Linked DNA regions of Pan troglodytes: region 2 is linked to region 1. The links are chromatin contacts, called in public HiChIP or PLAC-seq maps. All regions are on one chromosome and are shown on one strand. Each heading gives the region's core, a stretch centred on a gene start, on an enhancer-like site or on the middle of the called end of the contact. The rest is flanking DNA. Distances are from core to core; before and after follow the strand shown.

Region 1 (3,008 bases), core at 188-2,687:
GCGATTCTCCCGCCTCAGCCTCCCGAGTAGCTGGGATTACAGGCATCGCCATCGTGCCCAGCTAATTGTAGGAACGGGGTTTCACCATGTTGGCTAGGCTGGTCTTGAACTCCCGACCTCAGGCGATCTGCCCGCCTCGGCCCCCCAAAGTGCTGGGATTACAGGCGTGAGCCACCGCGCCAGGCCCGTAAAATGAAATTTTAACCATAGATTCTAAACTGCGTATTCACAGAGTAACTGAGACGATTGCAGCTTGTTTAAAACTATGTGTAAATCATCTTGAAACAAGTTAATGAGAAAGATCACATGATTAAAACAATAAAAAATGTTGCTTGAGGAATAATGCACAGACGGAATTTAGAAAAAAGGAAAGCCAGAACAACTGCAGACGGTTCTTTTCGCTTTTGTATAGGACTGAGCTCCTCTTCCGGACAAAAACCAGGAATAAGGGAGGTCTTCTTAGTAAAAGCAAAAGTAAATTGTCTTAAAAAAAAAAAAAAAAAAAGGTTGCAAGTGATTTGGTCTTTCCAGAAAAGTCAATACCATGTCTAACAGTGGTCTCTACTACAATAACCTGAAGGTGCTAATGACCCTCACAGTAAAATAAGCCAGCAAATGGCCACACCGTAGAGCGCCTACATTTACTGCCAATTAAGTCCAACTGCCGCTGTCTTAATATTTTCGCTTTTTAATGAATCCTCTCTCTAGGTATTCCGATCCATCCACCGGTAACACGCTGATACTTCGAAATACTGCAGGCAGGAGTGGACGGGGGAGAAGCCCCCCCCCTCCCCGGGCTTCTTTCGTGTTCGGGCCTCTGCTGCCGCGACCCACGGAAGCAAGAATGAGTTCCATCGCTTGGGGCTCACCAGCTAGAGGGCTGGCGGAGGCTGCGAGGGGCAGAAGTAGCAGCAGGCTACTGGGTGGGCAAGCGGTGTGTACCGCAGCTGTGGAGGACATCGACGCGGAACGCCCGGATTGAGCTCAGAACACACCGGCCCCGCCCGGGACTCATTCTACAAGCTTCTTCGGAAGAGGCGCCCGCCCGGGAGGAAGGGTCTAACCCCAGGCTCCACCGGGAGGAGATAAACTACTCACTGTCAATGTCCTCGATGAGGCTGGCGGTGCCAGGCATATAGTTCATTTTGAACTGAAATAATGCTGCAATGCACAGCGGCGGGAGGCCAGCGCGTCCAAAACCTCCTCCCTTCTACCGCAGTTGCCGCCTCGGTGGGACCAAGCCCGGAATCCCGACCGAGACCAGCACTTCTGCCCCGGCTTTCAGCCGCCGGGGCCTGCCGGAAGCTCCTCCATATTACCCTTACCCACTTCCTGTAACACGTGCGGGCCCCCAGGAAGAGGCGGGGCAGCCGTACCGTTGGGGGACACCCTTTCCCTGTTCCTGTTAAGTAGGTAAGAGGAATCTCCATTGGATAAATGGCGAGGAAACGTATACTCCCTCTTAAGGAACACGGTGTCTTCCCTCGTCTCCGGGTTCCCGAGACCTCAGAGTCACTGACCTCCGTCCCTCAGCTTTCGGGGTTCCGCAGCAGAAGGGGCGGGCCCGGGCCTGGGATTGGCTGGCGTCGTCCGACCCCCTTCGCTGCTCTCCATTCGCAATCGCCCGCGGGCGCCTGCGCGATGGGTCGGCCGTGGGGAGGGGGCGGGAAGCGCTTCAGGGCAGCGGATCCCATGTCGGCCCTGAGGCGCTCGGGCTACGGCCCCAGTGACGGTCCGTCCTACGGCCGCTACTACGGGCCTGGGGGTGGAGATGTGCCGGTACACCCACCTCCACCCTTATATCCTCTTCGCCCTGAACCTCCCCAGCCTCCCATTTCCTGGCGGGTGCGCGGGGGCGGCCCGGCGGAGACCACCTGGCTGGGAGAAGGCGGAGGAGGCGATGGCTACTATCCCTCTGGAGGCGCCTGGCCAGAGCCTGGTCGAGCCGGAGGAAGCCACCAGGTAAGCTTTGCACCCTCTGTCCTTGCGGGGAGGTGAGGGCCCTTGGGGCTGGGGTTCGTAAAGGATCGGGTTTCATACTTGTTTTCCTTATGTGGAGGAGGGTGTGTTGCGGGGGGTGTTGGAGAGACCGAGACTAAGATCAGAGGTTGGGGGGACATGCTTGTGTTCCCTTTGCCCCTCCTTTTCTGCTTCGACCCCAAAAAATATGTTTATTACCATTTAAAAAAGAAAGATCCTGCGCGGACTTGCTAAGCTTAGCAGCAGGCTGCAGATCTCTCTCCTGGGAGCGGTGCTGGGTAGGGGTGGCACGGATCTGCTGCTCCAGCTCTAGCAATTTATCCTGCGTGGCTGGCAGGCCGGCTCTCCCGGGGAAGGGAAGTGGCTGCAGCCCCCGATGCCGCTCAGGGACCCTCCCGAGGGGAAGGAACCTTTGCGAGGAGGAGGGATCTGGGCATTTAGCTGTTTGCCCCTAATGCCTTGCCTGAGATCGAATCATGAATAATCAGTGTTGTAAAGTACCTTTACGCGGATTGACTGATTTAATTTTCACGGCGACTGCAAGGTAAAATGGCATTACAGCGGCCCCTTTTTTTTTTTTCGAATAAGGAACCGGGGCTCTGCGAGGTTAACTCACTTGCCTAATACACTTGGACCTGCAACATTTTATTCTCCGTTTTCCTGCCGGACATATACTTCTGCTTTGTTAATACAGTCTTCTGGGTAGTGGGTTGTCGTTCTGCGGTGGCAGCATACCTCTGTTCGTTCAAGAATTATCCTCATTTGTTGAAAATGTAATAGTGAAATTCTCGTACATTGCTGGTGGGGATGTAAAATGGTGGAAAATAGTTTGGTAGTTCCTCAAAACAGTAAGCATTAGAATTAGTCTATGACCCAGCAAGCCCACTCCTGGCTATATACCCAAGAAAACTGATAACGTATGTTCACATAAAGCTTGTCCGCCCATGTTCATAGCATCATTATTCATAATCGCCAAAAAGTAGAAATGTCGTTTTTTGTTTTTTTTTTTTTTGAGTTGGAGTCTCGCT
Region 2 (3,008 bases), core at 341-2,840, 210 kb after region 1:
CCAGGGAACTGAAACTGTTTTTGCATCCTTTATGATCTTTTCCAGAAAAGTACCAGTACATGGTAGTGCAATGATTAATTTATGAAATTAGTGTGAAAACTACATCTACCTTCTAGAGCTCAAAATTTGACCACCAGGAATTTTCAGTGAGGGAAAAGTAAAGAGTCCAAAGCTTTGTAGATTTTAATACTGGTAAACAGAACGTGAAGTGAAACCTTTATGTGCAAAGTTGAACATCAGACATGCACAAAGAGACCTCTAGTGGCCAAACTGAAAAGTTTTGCCTATTTAACAGTGGATCTATTTGGTTATTAGCTGAAAAATCCTTTGTGGATTAAAAGCAGTCTGCATTTTTTACTGACGTTTAATACCGCCATCTTCCATTCTTAAAAATGTGTAGCCCAGATGAGTAAAGTCTGTGGTCAGCTCACATATCAGGAGACGTATTCGCCGTGAGAAAGCGATTCCTTGCTGTATGGTGGTCGAGTAGAGCCACTAAGAAAAAAAAAATTTTTTTTTTGAGGTGGAATCTCGCTCTTGCCGCCCAGGCTGGAGTGCAGTGGCGCGATCTCGACTCACTGCAACCCCTGCCTCCCGGGTTCAAGCGATTCTCCTGCCTCAGCCTCCAGAGTAGCCGGAACTACAGGCGCACGCCACCATGCCCGGCTAATTTTTGTATTTTTTTTTTTAGTAGAGACAGGGTTTCACCATGTTGGCCAAGATGTTTTCTGTCTCCTGACCTTGTGATCCGCCCGCCTCGGCCTCCCAAAGTGCTGGGATCACAGGCGTGAGCCACGGCGCCCAGCCTAAGTAAAAAAATTTTTTTAACTCTTTCTTCTGGAGCCAGATAAAATGGATGGGAAAAGATAACTGGGGAATGAGAATATTTCTAGATGTTTCATTTTCCCAAGATGGCTCAGTTGGCCATCCTAGGAACTGAAGTGCCCTCAAACCTGCAGTGTCTGTCATTTCACAGCTACTATAACATACATTTTATATGCTGAGATTTCTACACAAACTATTAATCACAAACAACACTTGTTAAGGGACCATTGAGAAAGCAAATATTTTTAGTAGAATACAGATTTCCATATGAAGATTTCACAGTATTCCAGCCTCTGGAGAGGAAGGGAGAGGAATGCGCTCCTTCCGATTCCCGCCCTTTCTGCGACACCATCAAATCCTCTCAGCGCCCCTCAGGCAGTTCCGGATTTGCAGGGTCCGAGGGAGAATACATCAAAGTGATGTCATTCATGACTCCGAAATGGTTACCATGGCGACTATCAGACATATTAAGCTGTCAGGGCAAGAGCCTGTTTAATCCAGTCTTCAATCACGGGTTTCCTCGGGCGTTAGCCACTGCCTGCGGAGTGTGGACTGGCAGAAAAACGTCACCTTCGGGCCCCCCAGCACCAACGCGCCTTAAACCAAGCCCCACAAAGAAGTCACTTCGGCGATGGAAACGCGACTTTGCGGCTTCCTGGGCTGCTAAGGTGAAGGACGCCTGCCCTCCCCAGAACTTGAGAGCTTATTGGTTGGCGATGTCGTCACTCAGAGTGACGTCAGGGGCGAGGAAAGAGGCGGAACCGTAGAGACTTGGCTTCGGGCCCTTCTAGCTTGGGGGTCCCGGGAAGGAGCTGGGAGGACCTAGGCGGCCGTTCCGCGGAGCCCGGCCGAGGAGGTAGGGGTGGGCAGGCCCAGCCCTCAGGCCGCGACCTGGTGGGCCGCGCTGCCTTTTTTTCCTCCGGATCCCGCTCGGTCCGCATCCTGCTCCTCTCATCAGAGCACGATCCAGGCTTCTGACAGCTTCCAGTTCCCACCGCGCTCTCCTCCGCCCACGACCTCATCCCCACCAGTTCCCCAGCACAGCGCGAACTCTGAAGCTCGGCCTCTCCTCCCCATTCCCCGCACAGCGCGCTCCGTCCTTTTTTCCATCCTAGGCCCTGCTTCTTTCTCCTCGGCTTCATTTCCAACAACCCCGATCATCCACGAGGGTCGTCGTTCCCGTGCCTGTCCCACCTCCGCACCAGAAAACCAAAGCATATCCCCCAGACCCCGCCGCATGCAGGCCGCGCACACATCAGGCGCGCCGAAGCCGCCGGGCGAGGAAGCCGAGGGCGCGTTTTGCTCCCGTGTGGTGATGGGCAAAGCCGAGGGAGCCCGGGAGCAGCGGGCGTGGGGCGGCGCCAGTGCGAGTGCGAGCGGTGTCCGCCGCCCGGGAGCGCCCGGGCCCGAGCGGATTAACCGCCGCCTCAGGTGTCGTCTCCTGCCCGCGAACCACCATCCACCGTTAGTGTGGGTCCACAGGTTTCGAGCCCCTGTTGAAAATGTCAGCTCTGTGGCTAAGGTTTCTATTCAGGAGAGCTCCTGGAACTCTTTTCCCAACCACAAGAGAGCAAAGCTGCCATTGGGAATGCCAGCTCTTCTGCCGTTCCTCGCGGCCCTTAGCAGAAAAGCGCCCCTGGATGGAGAAGGGTTTTGGTGAAGGTTATTTACAGGTTCAAAGCTCAGTTTGGGCTCTGGAGAATCAGTAGCAAGGGAAACAGTTTTACTTCCACTTGAGCGATTAGTAGGTTGCATGTCTACCTTCATCCACTGCTACATAAATTAGATTAGTGGGTACGTCCAATCTTCAGGGTTTGGGACAACTTGCCTAAATATAGAACAATGCTAACTGAAAAGAAATTCAGAATATTCACTTTCTACCTGTATTTTAAGGCTACAGATAGATATGTATTGCTCTACTTTTAAGTACTTGGCAATCATTGAAGTTGCATTACTAGATACTATTGACCAGAAATCAAAATGTCTCTGAAGACTGTACCATCTTCATGAGCATCATCATCTTAGAGATCATTACCGTTTGTTGGAATCTCAAAGTACCATTCTCAAGTCCAGAGCTACGAAAATATCTGATTGTTGGAAATGAGCTTGAAGGAGATTTTGTACCTTAACTATGCAAATGTTCTACCTTTGCAATAGTTAAAAACACTAAAATCCTGATGTCT

The links. HiChIP or PLAC-seq counts read pairs in DNA pulled down with a chosen protein or histone mark.
Region 2: a contact with region 1 is called in an H3K4me3 HiChIP or PLAC-seq map of stem cell-derived excitatory neurons, with 5 times the contacts expected there. The contact joins the promoter of LETM2 here to the promoter of BAG4 in region 1. A contact is called at or near these places in 5 of 7 Hi-C or Micro-C datasets (blood, induced pluripotent stem cells, a lymphoblastoid cell line and 1 more), 1 of 1 datasets of contacts at active chromatin or transcription factors (stem cell-derived excitatory neurons) and 1 of 1 other capture datasets (stem cell-derived neural stem cells).

The regions. Positions count from the first base shown.
Region 1 is chr7:46,576,049-46,579,056 of NHGRI_mPanTro3-v2.0_pri, forward strand. BAG4 (BAG cochaperone 4) reads left to right here and starts at 1,438. Exons shown (of 5, transcript XM_519710.8): 1 at 1,438-1,962. The coding sequence starts at 1,438. It overlaps LSM1 (LSM1 homolog, mRNA degradation associated), which reads right to left and starts at 1,378. Exons shown (of 4, transcript XM_001170479.8): 1 at 1,099-1,378. The coding sequence starts at 1,144.
Region 2 is chr7:46,785,271-46,788,278 of NHGRI_mPanTro3-v2.0_pri, forward strand. LETM2 (leucine zipper and EF-hand containing transmembrane protein 2) reads left to right here and starts at 1,591. Exons shown (of 11, transcript NM_001280524.1): 1 at 1,591-1,681.